Linked DNA regions of Gossypium hirsutum: region 1 is linked to region 2. The links are chromatin contacts, called in public Hi-C maps. All regions are on one chromosome and are shown on one strand. The core of a region is the stretch at or near the end of the contact, and the rest is flanking DNA. Distances in the headings are between cores, read along the strand shown.

Region 1 (7,150 bases), core at 1,317-3,816, 180 kb before region 2:
GTAAATTAATAATTATATAGTAAATTAATAATTATATAACAAGTGTACATATTTATATTATTACAAATGTCATTATCTAATTTGCTTATCAAATAAAAATCGCATGATTTAATTAATACAATTAATAATTATAAAATATATTTATACTTAAATTATAAGTAATTAAATATTTAAATTACAAATGTACCAATACAATTCTTACACATGTATATTTTATTACCATACAATTGTCTTCTATTTAATTTATTTATAATATATTATCAATTAAATAATCATAATAATTTAATATAAAACCATAATAATAATCATTATAATATATAAACCTAAAAAAATCTTTGATTTTATTTCACCAATATGCCGCCTCAATTGCAGTCAATGGCTTAATTGCCATTTTAATCCTTTTTATATTCTATTGTTTTATAATTAAACTTTTACCCTTTATTCAATTTAATCCTTTTTATTACTTACTCTAAATTTAGCTAAATTCACCTAATTAAATCCTAATTAGACACACCACTAGGCTCATAAATATTTTTAATAATTATTTTCGAACTTATTTCACTAAGATGGAGGCCCTATAACTCACTTTTCCGGTGCCCATGAATTTTGGGTCATTACAGAGATTCTCAAATATAGACAAGCATGTAAATTGTACCTAAGTCAGAAATGGTACATTGAGAAAGCTCTTCGCAGGTTCAGTATGTAGAATGCCAAGTCTTTTAGTACTCTATTAGTAGCCCACTTCAGGCTTTCATCAGTTTTGTGTCCGTAATTAGATTATGATATTGATTACATGGCATGTGTTCCATATTCTAGTGTAGTGGGATCTTTCATGTATGTTATGGTTTGCTCACGTCTAGATTTTTTATATGCAATTAGTGCAATTAGTAGATACATAGTGAATCTCTGTAAAGAACACTGAAAAGTGGTTCGCTGGATTTTTAGATACTTAAGAGGTACTGTTGATGTTTGCGTATAGTTTGGAAGAACTAGATATGGAGTTATTGAGTATGTTGATTCTGATTTTGCTGGAGATCTTAATAAAAGAATATCTCTCACCGGGTATGTCTTTATTATTGGAGGTTGCGCAATCAGTTGGAAAGCCACTTTGCAAACTACAGTTGCTTTGTCTACTACTGAAGCTGAGTACACGACAATTATCGAGGCTTGTAAAGAAACTATTTAGTTAAAAGAACTCTTTGGTGAACTCAGTAGAGACCTTCAGATCAGTATAGTGCTTTGTGATAGTCAGAGTGACGTCTTCCTTTCGAAAGATCAAATGTTTCATGAGAGAATAAAGCACATTGATGTTCGGTATCATTTTTTGCGTGATATTATTGTTCGTGGTGATATTGTTGTGAGCAAAGTTAGTACTCATGATAATCCTACAAATATGATGACTAAGTCACTTCCTATAACCAAGTTTGAGATTGCTTGGACTTGGTTAGTGTTCATTGTTGAAGAATACCTTTAAAGGGTTTTGTGAAAGATGTGGAGAACTTGTTCATTGAGAGTTTGTGATGAAGAAATTGTTCGTTGAGAATTCATGTCAATATGGAGATTGTTAGAGTTGTACAACCCAAATTCTAAGAGATTATTTGCAAGTCAAGTTAAATAAAGTATATTTTCTTTCTAGAAGATCTTGTATTTATTAGCATAATATATTTAGCATTTATTAGCATAATATATTTGACATTGATTAGAATTAGGTTTTTTTCAACCTCTAAATAGATGTAGTCGAAACTCACCTTGTATCATTCGAATTCAACACTTGTTAAAGAAATAAAATGTAGTAGCAAAATAAGGGGATCTGTGTATGGACCATGATGCACAAGTAGAATTCGTATAGAACTACACTTCTTCTATTTGACATTGATTAGAATATGATTTTTTAACCTTTAAATAGACGTAGTCGAAACTCTTGTTGTATATGTTTTTTAACCTTTAAATAGACGTAGTCGAAACTCTTGTTGTATCATTCTCTTTTAAAATTAGTGAATTTCTTCTCATTTGCCTGTGATTTTTTCCCGATAGAGTTTCCACATAAAATCTGTATGTTCTTATTTTTATGATCATTCTATTACCATTATTGACGTTAGTTTTAACAAGAAAAATTATTATTAAAAAGATCAATTTACTTTTTAATTTAATAAATAATGATTAATTTTTTAAATTTTTAAGTAAACTAGACAAAATCAAATCTAATTTTTAATATAATAATCTTCGTGATTTGCTTTCTTCTCTCTTTAGTTTATTTTGCAATCCATCAATTTGTAATAAGATATTATATTAAAAAGAACAAGCAATCATTTTTTATTTTATCAAAGTAATTGATGATTTAAAAAAATAAATTTTTTTATTTTTTAATGTATATATTAGAATGAACCCAATAATTAATTTTCACTCTTATGAAAACTCATTAAAAATTAAATATTAGCAAAAAAATTCTAAAGCTGCTCAATACTAAAAAAAATTGAGAATACTAATTTTTTTTATTCAATAGGTGGTAATGATTTGGATATCGCCACGTTTCCATATTAATATCCGTTAGTGATTTAGACTTCCGTATTAACTCCCAAAATTGTCTAGAACAACAGTTGGCGTTTTTAACAAGAAGAAAAGCACATATCTGATTGGTTGGCTGAAACTACTTAAGAGACGTGTTTGTCGGTTATATCACCACTTTGTAACTGTCATGTTACATTAGTGAAATAAAAATTAAAAAGTTTATAAATTTGTCCCAATGTTGACACTGCGTTATACAGGGCGCTTCACTCCCACTCACTCCCACTCTCACTCTATTTTTCTCTAGTAATTGCTGGTAAGTTCTTCGATCCAAATTAGGGTTTCTTTAATTTGGGTTAGGGTTTAGTTTTTTTTTGGTTTTGATCTATATTTGTAATAAGTTTTAGCTTTGATCTTTACTTTAAAATTGAAAAATGAAATGAAAATGATATTTTTATTATGTAATTTCTATTCATTTGGTTGACTTTGCGAATGATTACACAGCAATCGGATTTGTTGAAAGATGGCTGAGGGTTCAGCTGCAGTTCCCAGCACTGAGTTGTTGGAATGGCCGAAGAAAGATAAGCGTCGGTTCCTTCACGCCGTGTACCGTGTTGGCGATCTTGATCGTACCATCAAGTAACATTTGCTTTTTTTATTTCTAGTACTATTGATGTTCTTAAATTTTCACTTTCTTTTTGAAGTTTTAATGCTACAAATTTGTATCTAGGTTCTACACTGAGTGTTTTGGGATGAAATTGTTGAGGAAAAGAGATATTCCTGAAGAGAAATACTCCAATGCCTTTCTTGGGTTTGGCCCAGAGGAGTCTCATTTCGTTGTTGAGTTAACTTACAGTACGTTTATGTTTTCCTTGTATTTTTATAGCGAAATATTTACTGCAAATGGCTTTTGTTATATCTGTAATGCTTGGAGCTGGCAAATTTTTCTTTTTGTCAAACAGTTAAAATATCGATTCCTTTTATTCAATATATGTTATAGATATCTGCTACATCTATTGTGGCATACTTCGCTACTGTTAATCTAAAGTGTAAACTTCTTTGATCTCTGAGTTAAAAGCTTTTATTCTTCTCTACAGATTATGGAGTATCATCGTATGATATTGGAACTGGTTTTGGGCATTTTGCAATTGCAACACCTGATGTAAGTTTCAAACATTTGGATAGTCAAACAAAAGATTCATTGAGAATGCTGATATATATATATCCATTTTTGTATTTTAGGTCTACAAAATGGTTGAGGACATCCGTGCAAAGGGTGGCAATATTACAAGAGAGCCTGGTCCAGTTAAAGGTGGATCCTCTGTTATTGCTTTCGTGAAGGATCCTGATGGTTATATTTTTGAGCTCATCCAAAGAGCTTCTACTCCTGAGCCACTCTGTCAAGTAATGCTTCGTGTTGGGGATTTAGACCGCTCTGTTAAGTTCTATGAAAAGGTAGTGCAAAGTAAAATAACCTTTTTCTTGACTTTTGTTTCTCTAACTAATCTTATTGTTCAATTTGACCGCAAATTCATTGTGCCTAGACTTTGAGTGCATGAATCACTTAGATGAAAATTTTATTTATTGGAGAATAGTCAATTAGTCATAAGCAGTCTTTGGATCTAATTGATTACTGGTGGTTAATGCTCCAAACTTTTTTTTTTTCTTTTTTCTTTTGAGTTGGTAATGGCCTTGCTTTTATACATCTATTTCTTTGCAGGCGTTGGGAATGAAGCTAGTAAAGAAGGTGGATAGGCCTGAATATAAGGTAAATTCTGTCCTACTTGGCTTTTTCTATTCATATTATTAGCTTAGAAGGATATGTAAAGCTTATCTTCTAGCTGCAGAGGAAGCCTAACTCTGGTTTTTGTTGCGTGTGCTTGACAGTACTCCATAGCTATGATGGGGTATGCAGAAGAACATGAGACTACTGTTCTTGAGTTGACTTACAATTACGGAGTGACTGAATATACCAAGGGAAATGCATATGCACAGGTCTGTTTTTAACTCTATACTTAGCTATATCCTTGCAGATAAAAGTCTCTGTTACTACTGATTCCATTGTCCTTTTTGGGTGACTATTTTCCTTATTCCAGGTTGCTATTAGCACTGATGATGTATACAAAAGCGGTGAGGTTGTGGAACATGTTATACAAGAGCTTGGGGGAAAGGTTACTCGTAAACCGGGGCCAATTCCTGGGATCAACACTAAAATTACCTCTTTCCTAGATCCTGATGGCTGGAAAACTGTAAGCTTTTAGTACTACTGCAACTTCTCCGTCTGCACTATTTTCATGAGAATTTGTAAAGAATAATAGGTTATGATGGCTGAGTGATAGATTACAAGGAAGAATCATAAATAGGAATCAGGAGAGATACGATGGCTGAGTGATAGATTATGAAAACATATGGTCACGGCGCATCCATGTCTCAACCAAACTAGATCGTGAATTAGAGCATAGCATAAAATGTTTTGAGTGATTCGTGTTATAAGAAGCCTTTTTTATGTTGACAAGTTTATAATATGGTTATGCTTTGTTTCTGCAGGTTCTGGTTGACAATGAGGACTTTCTGAAGGAACTCAAGTAGGCACTAAAAAAGAGTAATGCTACTATATGAATAAATCAGTATCTTGTTGTGTAAGCGAGCAGATATGTCTGTTAAATATGATATTTGTTATGCTACCTGGACCATTTCCCGCTTGTATCAGTTGTGGATTCTAGTATGTCGCATAGCTATCAGCAGGTTATGCTTATGATTGATGATATTCACGATTTACATCCCTGTTTTTTAGATGTGGTCAATAAAAAGACGCACTTGGACCGTCATGCCTTGATAATGTTATAGTCCAAATCTGTAAATTATACAGTTGGGATGATCCATTGGGGCATCTCTGCATTTCTTGTCTGATAAAATGAGGCTTGTGCAAACGATAGGAAACTAATGGAATTAAAATAGGGCAAATTATAGCAACAGTTAATCAGTGTTGATGCAATCGACAACACAGTCACTCTGTTTTCAATTTAGACATTCAATTTTCAAAAAGTAACAAATCAATCCTTTTAACTATTTTCAGTTATGGCATTTAATGGGCTCCTTGCTGTCATTAATCAGCCAGCCTGAGGGTTAGCATCAGTTTAAATAGTCTTAAATTAAGTATTAGAAAAAGAAGAAGGGGAAAAGAAGAAAAAAAAAGAGAAGAGAAAAAGAATAAGAGAAAAAATAGAGATGCCGATCATAATTCGGGTGTGCTATTTTAAAAACCCAGCCAATTTAAAGAATTAGGTTTTGGTGTGCTATTGTGGAAATCCAGCCAAGTCAATTTAGACCTAGGTAAGTCAATTTAGACCTAGGTTGTTGGGCCCTTTAGGTTGGAAATGCAGGTAATGACACTAAAAATCTGGTCCCTGACGATATAAATTGTTGGCAAACGCCTGAAGACATGAGGTACAAGAAGCCTGTTTCAGTTTGTAATGAGACAACTTCTGATTTAGCAGGGGAAATTGTTGCAGCACTATCAGCAGCTTCAATAGCATTTAAATAAGAGAACGAATATGCACAAAGATTGATTAAAAAAGCAGAGCAGATATATGAGATCGATTAAAAAAGCAGAGCAGATATATGAGATAACTGCAAAAGAAGATCAGATTCACAGCCATAACTTACACCATCATTGATGCTTGTGGAGGCGAAGCAAGAAAGCTTTACGGATCATCCGGGTACAAAGATGAGTTGGTCCGGGCCAGAACTAGGTTGTTCTTTGCCACAGGGAACCGTACTTTTCTCGACTATGCCACCACAAACTTTGCTGCAGCAGCTGACGATGAAACAACGACTGACAAAGGGATCTTCGATTGTGCTGAAGGTGAAGATGGCTACACTCTCAAGATCGAAATCCTAATATACTTTTGGGAGCAATGGTAGCCGGACCAGATCAATTTGATGACCTCTCTGATGAAAGGGAGAAGACATGGTTCACAGAACCGAGCATAGCGGGCAATGCTGGTCTAGTTGCACCACTCATTGCACATCATGACCATCCTACTCGATCTTCTGCTTCTAATGGCCCTAATTTTGGCCTGGACATTGTGGGAATCTTTGAAAAAGTTCATTTGGATTCTTAAATTCATTAACCACTTTGTACTTTGAAAATAGTTGACATTCTCCCTTGTAATTACAAATGGATAAATGCACGAGATGGTAATTAGGGTTTTTTCGCAAGAGAAATGCTTAGGCTCTACATCTATCTCCACTTTTGCAGGTCCCAACAATGTCATTTATGGTATGAACCACATTGTATACTAAAATTTGCAGCGCAAGAATGAGGTAAAAGACAAAGCAAACAGCACATTCTTTGAAATTCCTAATTTCTGAAGAAAACATTTTAGATTATGGAGCCTAGATAACTAAAAAATAATCATGAAAAAGCAGTAAAAACAGCATAAATTCCAACTAAAAACCATTAAAAATGCCAAATAGAATAAAAACAGACCCCTCCCATCTTACAAAAACAGTTGCATATGCAAATAAACACGAAAAACCAGTTCATTTTACCCAAATAGAAAGCTTCAAGATAAGCCCTGCTGCAGATCATATAAAAATTCAATTCATCATCACTGCAAGTTAGCAACTAAAATACTTGAAT
Region 2 (6,897 bases), core at 3,102-5,601:
TCAAATTTATACCTTATAATTTTACACAAATAAATAATGGATTTGATTTTTTACTCCAAACATCACTTTGTTGTTTGTTTCAAAGGTGCTTATGTTATTGCTAGCTACAAATTAGTAGGCATATGCACAGCGGATTATAACTCTTGAAGCATATTTTCGAGAATAAAAGGTTTTTTTTTAATAATTTTATTATAAGTTTCGATTTTTTTTAATATATTGCTTAAAACTATTCATAGCCCATCCCAACTTATAAATAAGAGAATAATGCGCTTCAGCGCACTCGAATTTACGTCCTTCTGCATTGACAATAATACCCATACTAATCTAGTTAAGACTGAATTTATTTTTAAAAATATATGTTATTTGACTGCGAGTTGCAAGTTGTAGTTTTATTGGTTTTTTAAGATTTTTATTTATTTAAAGGGTTTTCACAAAATCTTATTTTCACCATAAATTCTGAAAACCCTGATATTGGCATTCAACAAAAAGAAATAATGCCAAGTCCAACACTTGATAAAAAAAAATGAAAACAATCAAAATTTCTCACTGCAAAATCGAGAAAACCACAACGTATGCATGTGTATATCAAGTGAACAAAGGACGAGGAAGGGTGGCATTAATGGTTCCACCACCACCACGCTTCTTCTTCTTGTTGTTGTTGTTAAACAAGCGTCTCCAAATTTTCAATCCATCAACCACCTGCTTATAAACGCCACCACACTTCCTTAGCTTCTTCAACCTTGCTCCAATCTTCACCTTTAGCCTACACAATCTCATTCCTAGGAACGATGGTTTTCTTCTACAATCAGCTTGATCCATCACCTTGTAGATCAAGAACTGAGCTCGTCGATGGATAATGTCTTGTGGGTCTTCCTTATTCATCTTTGAGTAACCATTTGATCTCCTCATAACACCCATTGTTGTATATGCCAGGTGCTGTGTGACTTAGGGGTGAACCAAATACTTATAGAAGCCATTGAAGATGTCATGTGCATGTGATGATGAAGCTTTTAACATGTGCAGTGGTTTCAGTTTTGCAGAAAATTTTTAATTAGCTAACCTCTTTGGTCAGTGTGAAATGCAGCAATTTAGTTTGAGTCTCTAGGAATTTATATCTTATTATATTGTGATCAAATCATAGTCCATTTAATCATAATATATGCCAAGTCTATCAAATGTTGGATATTAATGTCACTGCATATGATATTCCAGCTGTTTGTGTGTGGGGTTTTGACTTTTGAGAGAGAGGATGGAAGTAACATTTGAGTGTAACAACAAAGCCGACATCATTTAGTTAATTGGATGGGAACAAAGACATGGTGTGAAAATGGTATAGAAGTCAAAAGAGTTTAAGTACTATAAAAGAGACCAAATTTCCACCGCCAGACATTAAGCATCTTTTAATCAGTGGTGAAGTTAAGTCTTCGGTTGGAGCCAAACATAATTTTCGTAATTAAGCAGGAATAATGGTAAAAATGCTAAGAATAGTAAAAGCAAGATTTAATATAAACTTAAAATTGTAAATTAGGGTCTATTATATTAAATTATTAAGAATAAATTTAAAATAAAATTAGATGTGTTAAATATTTGGTCTTTCTCTTAAAGATGAGATATTAAAAATATATATTGTATGTAGTTTGAGACCATAATTCAAATATATAATTTTTGCATCATTAATTAGAAATTAGTTACTAGAATATTTACACATATTTAACCCATTAGGTGATATATATATATATATATATATATGAGCATATGCAGTGTGCAAAGATATGAGCATATGCAGTGTGCAAAGATATGACAAGGAGATGGGAAAGACACAAGTATTTTAACCCAATACAAGGAAAGAAAAATGATAAACAAATCAAATATGTATATAAAGATATATAGGTGGATGTGATAGGATAGGTGTCTACAGCAGTAATATCAGCAATTAGATGCATTGAAACACTATGAAATAAAACATGTTGTGTTGCTCTCTAAGTCTTCCTATGTGCAGTAGCAATTGAAACACTATCAACAGCCATATCAATTGCTAAATTACCCACAATCTAGCTACGTTTATTCAAAGGGATACCCAATTGAAACACTAGAAGCTATTCAAAGTTGGCTTCTTTGTTGGGGTATAGCTTATTACACATACTTGGGGCAATAAGTAAATAATTTGGAAAGCGAAACAGAAGCGCCTGTGGCCTAATGGATAAGGCGTCTGACTTCTAATCAGACGATTGTGGGTTCGAGTCCCACCAGGCGTGAGCTGTTGTTTTATTATAGTTTTTGAGTTGTTTCAAATGGGCCCATTTCAGGCCCAATGAACCAAACAACTGCTCCAATGGAAATCTCGAAAAGTAAAAAAGGTACAAAACAATTAAAAAATGAGTAAAATTTTTGGTTTGCTTACTTACTTTACTGATTATTATTATCTTGATAATTGATCTCACCCACCATTTTTTTCACTCAGCTGATTTGGATTTTAGAATCTCCAACAGAACAAAGGTACAGTATCCTTTCTTTTCTTTCTTTCAATTTAAATACTGTAGCTTTTGTGGAAACATGGCGTTAACAATTTTGTTTTAAGTGAAATAAACACAATTCAATAGTAATTTGTTTTTCTTTTATATTATTGTATTTGGGATTATTTTGGGTTAGTTCATAACTTAGCTGAAAAAGCCTCAGATTCATTACCCTCTTTAGATTGTTAACAAATAATAAAATAAGATGGTACTTTCTTTGATTTCTACCCCATTGAAAAAATCTGAGATACTTGAAATGTGTCAAAAAAGCTGTATTTTCTGTTTTTAAGGTTATGATTAAGGGCTCAAAACAATGTTGTTTTGTTGCAAATGGGAAGTTTGCCCCCTTCGAATGTTTTTCGGATTCGAGTTTCGGGTTTTATGTCTGTTATGCACAGATATTAGAACTGTCTGTTTCATCCTTGTTTTTTTTTTCCTTAAATATATGACAACATTGTTGTTTTCTCAAGTCTCAATATCCTTTGATAATATGAGAACTTGGGATAAGAAATCATCGTTTAAAGTTTAAAATGGGGATTTGCTTAGCATTTTCAGTGGCTGGTATATTGCTGCATGCACAATTTAGACAATCAAGCAAAACCTATGGACTTGAAAAAGACTTTAGCTCTGTGTCAGAATTTCTTGTATCTGCTTACACATCCTTGACAAATCATGTCTGTATTTTTATCTTATCCCAAAAATTGTTCCAGAAAATGACTGTTCTCTTAGGCTTTGCTTGGTAGAGTGGAAAGAAAATTGGAAAGATGGAAGATTGAAGGGGTAGAAAACTAGAGGGATGGAAAACATAATTTTTCTTTCCATACGTGTGCTTGGTAGGAAAGATGAAAAACTGGATCCATTGCTTGGTAGAGTTGAAAAATGAAAGGAAAGCAAATAAAATTTTTGAAAAATATATAATTTTGATCTAACAGACACCTCTCTTGCATTTTCTCTCCTCTCATCTTCCCTATTTGGAAGGATTGGTTTCTATGCATTAGGATGGAAATGGTCATCTCTCCTATTTTTCTTCCTCACTTTTCTTCCCTACCAAGCACACCCTTAGAGATGGCAAGGTCTTAGAGATCCTGATATCCATAGCTCTTATTTTGTGAGCTTTTGTTCCAACTGTTTGTAGCATTAGCAACACCTATCATGAATGTATATTGCCTGCTTAGCTGTACAAATTTTTCGGAACCATCGGTGTAAGATTGAATATGACAAGACATGTCATAATCAAATCTATATCCATCAGGTTTGTTCTTGGGTCTAACTATATGGCATTTAGCACTTATCAATATTGAAATTTTAGACCAGAAACTGACTCTACTCCAAGAAAGACACTTACCTAATGCACCAATAGGTGGTCATCTTATGTTAATAATGATCTAGAGGGTCTTTTGTTATAGTTTGGTACACTTGATTCTTCTGAAATATGGTTGATTAGTATGGCAAAAGAAGCGGTATCTTGATCAACAACAAATTTGTATGATTTTTCTAATGCACTCTGTTCTTATTTGCTCATTGCAATTCTTTTCTGATTGCTAGTAAACTCGAAAAGCTTATTGCAAAAAGAATTATGATAAGATGGTATAAATTGTGCATCCATCTTTGCAGGATGAGCAGCAAGAATCAAGGGGTAAGCTTAACTTCCTCAGCAGAAACCCCTATGAAGCGGGAACGTGGGGACTACACACCTGCAACACCTGAATCTGACAATCTGAAGAGAAACAAGCAGAGTGAGTGGATAAGTGACCCTGCCTCTTCTGACATGTTAGGTCAGATGGTTTCTGGTGTTATTGAAGGTTCATTTGATGCTGGGTATGTTCTTCATGTTAAGGTAGGTGATACCAACACACATCTTAGAGGTCTTGTTTTTCTACCGGGGCTATTTGCTCCCATTACCAATGCGAACGATGTGGCTCCTCATGCTAAGATGCACAAAAGAAAAGATATTCCTATCCCATTTGTAAACCTCCATGGTCATCTCCATGTTTTGAGTCCATCAGGGAAAAGTGAGAAGCCGGTTGAGCAAAAAAATGACGCATCTAACCGTCATGACCGAGGTCTACACATGGGGCTTGAGCCTGGTGCCTCGGTTGCTGGTGAGAGCCAATTTGCTTCTATTCTAATTCCTCCAGCTAGTAACTTGCCAATAAATGAAGCTGGTCTTCCCTTACGACAAAAGGTCATGCAAGAACAAAGCTCGGATTCTGGATTACATAATGAGAAAGCTGTTGGACAGCATCAGTCACTTCAGGGATTTGAAGCCTTCAAACAGATGAAAGGGCCAAGTATTAATGTAGAGGCAACTAAAGCTTCTGAGCTATCTGCAGAATTTGCTGCTACTTTGCAAGCTACTGAAACAATAAATCTGAAGCCTCAGATTCAATACAAAGCCCTGAGTTCTGAGCTTAAGCCGCAGGCATTGATTCATGATCATGACACGATAAGCCTTGACATTGGCAACAACCAAACTCCCCAAATTTCTGAATCTGAAACTCAGGCCATGGCTTGTGACGCTGGAATCAACATGTTTGGTAAACAGGCTTCATCAAGGCAAGACACCCAGTCAGAGCTTGGTCAGAAGTACATGGACGGATTATTTGCTAGTGATGATGTTACGACTAGTGCAACAGCTCCATGCTCTGCATCCATGACTGGCCTACCAGTAATGATATGTGGGGCAGATACTATTCCATTTGAACCCAAGTCTGGTGCCGAAGAATCTGTTCTTCCAACAATGGTTGTCCCTGAAGTTAACAGTTCCCTAGTTACCACTGCCAACACTTACAGTGTGGAATCCAATGCCAAAGATGCCACTCCACCACCACATTCTTAGGTTTTTCGAGTTACAAAAATAGAATGAGGCTTGCAAGGCAAGGCTTGAAAGATGGGCAGTGAATGTCGTGACCGAGAATAGTTGAGAGAGTTTTTAAGGCAAATGCTTAATTTAGGTACTATTTGTCTCTAATTTGGATTATTTATGATTGTGACGGAAACTCTTTGCAGTCTTATGACTTGGTTTCTAGTTCCATTCCCATATGCTTCTATTATATGGCAAAAAAATCAGCAATCAAAACCCAGTTATTAGAAGGAAAATCTCCCAAAACAGGATAATTGATTCAACATGGTGCAACGAATAAACAAATGGGTCTAGTGAGGCCTTTTTCTTTTGATCAAACAATTCCAAATCCATGGGGTTTAGGGTTTGAAACTATACATAATTTCGTGGGCCAAATGACTCCCTATTTTTAACCTACTTAAGCCCATGTGATTTTTCCCCTTCGAGGCTGGCTCCCTACTCAAAGTTGAGCTCCCCTTCAAAGTTGATACTTTACCTGCATCCCGTCTTTGGGTTCTCAGATTTAAGCAGTTTACGAAGCTCCAAGATCGAATTTTCTGAAAGTTAAGATTCGTAAGATTTGAGTTTTTTCTCGCGGTTTTAAGATGGATATCATTTCCCAATTACAAGAACAAGTAAATTCTATAGCAGCCCTAACTTTCAACACATTTGGGACACTGCAACGAGATGCTCCACCCGTTAGGCTCTCCCCTAATTACCCAGAACCCCCTTCCAATCCCACCGAGGACTCTGCCAATTTCGCCGATCAACCTAAGCTCATGAGTGCTGCTCTTGTTAAGGCTGCTAAACAGGTCAGAATTTCTGGGAATCAATCAGTACTCTAATTACAGTTAGATCCCATGTGGGGATGATATTAGTGATTATTGCTCCCGGTATTTCCACAGTTCGATGCATTGGTTGCTGCACTTCCACCTTCAGAAGGCGGTGAAGAAGCTCAACTTAGAAGGATTGCTGAACTCCAAGTAATATAGTTTGTTCAATAATGTTGTTCGTTTTAAATTAGTTGTTGGAATTTTCTGTTTTCATTTTCATTTTACCCCTGTTGTCTAGGCTGAAAATGATGCTGTAGGCCAAGAACTTCAGAAACAACTGGAGGCTGCTGGTACCTTTCCCCCATCCTTTTTACATTCTTTTTTATGTAGACTTGGCTTGGGAGTGAATGTGTAGATTTGCTTTTCCAAGTCCTTGAAAAGCTATATTCCCCGAATCCAGATATGCATTGAGTAGTCGTGTTGTAGCAACATAATCATCTTCCATCTTCTTATAGATAAATAAGAGAGTGAGTTAGGCTGCGCATTTTCAATATATGTTTGAGCAGTGGCTAAGGGCCAGTTCTTTATTGCTTGCTTTTGAAAAGTTACGTGGAGAAGTGCTTTTTGAGAAGTACTTTTGAAAAATGCTTTGGAAAAATTTATGTTGTATGCAAGACATAGGATGTTTGCTTCATCTCTCATTCCTTTAAACTTTCAGTTCATTTTGATCTACTAGTATTTGTGTTGTTTGGTCAAATTCAGCTATTAG

What was found. Hi-C and Micro-C count contacts between places; a contact is called where the count stands out from the background.
Region 1: a Hi-C map of leaf shows a contact between it and region 2, with 2.7 times the contacts expected there. The contact joins the promoter of LOC107961996 here to the promoter of LOC107961989 in region 2. A contact is called at or near these places in 4 of 34 Hi-C or Micro-C datasets (callus and leaf).

What each region holds. Positions count from the first base shown.
Region 1 is chrA06:116,715,564-116,722,713 of Gossypium_hirsutum_v2.1, reverse strand. LOC107961996 (lactoylglutathione lyase GLX1) reads left to right here and starts at 2,566. Exons shown (of 9, transcript XM_016898200.2): 1 at 2,566-2,821; 2 at 3,010-3,144; 3 at 3,236-3,360; 4 at 3,603-3,667; 5 at 3,748-3,960; 6 at 4,226-4,273; 7 at 4,393-4,500; 8 at 4,602-4,754; 9 at 5,053-5,344. The coding sequence starts at 3,029. The coding sequence ends at 5,094.
Region 2 is chrA06:116,541,635-116,548,531 of Gossypium_hirsutum_v2.1, reverse strand. It overlaps LOC107961989 (mediator of RNA polymerase II transcription subunit 21), which reads left to right and starts at 4,351. Exons shown (of 4, transcript XM_016898193.2): 1 at 4,351-6,167; 2 at 6,261-6,338; 3 at 6,427-6,478. The coding sequence starts at 5,961. It overlaps LOC107961988, which reads left to right and starts at 2,378. Exons shown (of 2, transcript XM_016898192.2): 1 at 2,378-2,496; 2 at 4,128-5,525. The coding sequence starts at 4,129. The coding sequence ends at 5,352. LOC107963439 reads right to left here and starts at 1,043. Exons shown (of 1, transcript XM_016899957.2): 1 at 374-1,043. The coding sequence starts at 918. The coding sequence ends at 586. TRNAR-UCU (transfer RNA arginine (anticodon UCU)) reads left to right here and starts at 2,183; the gene lies at 2,183-2,255.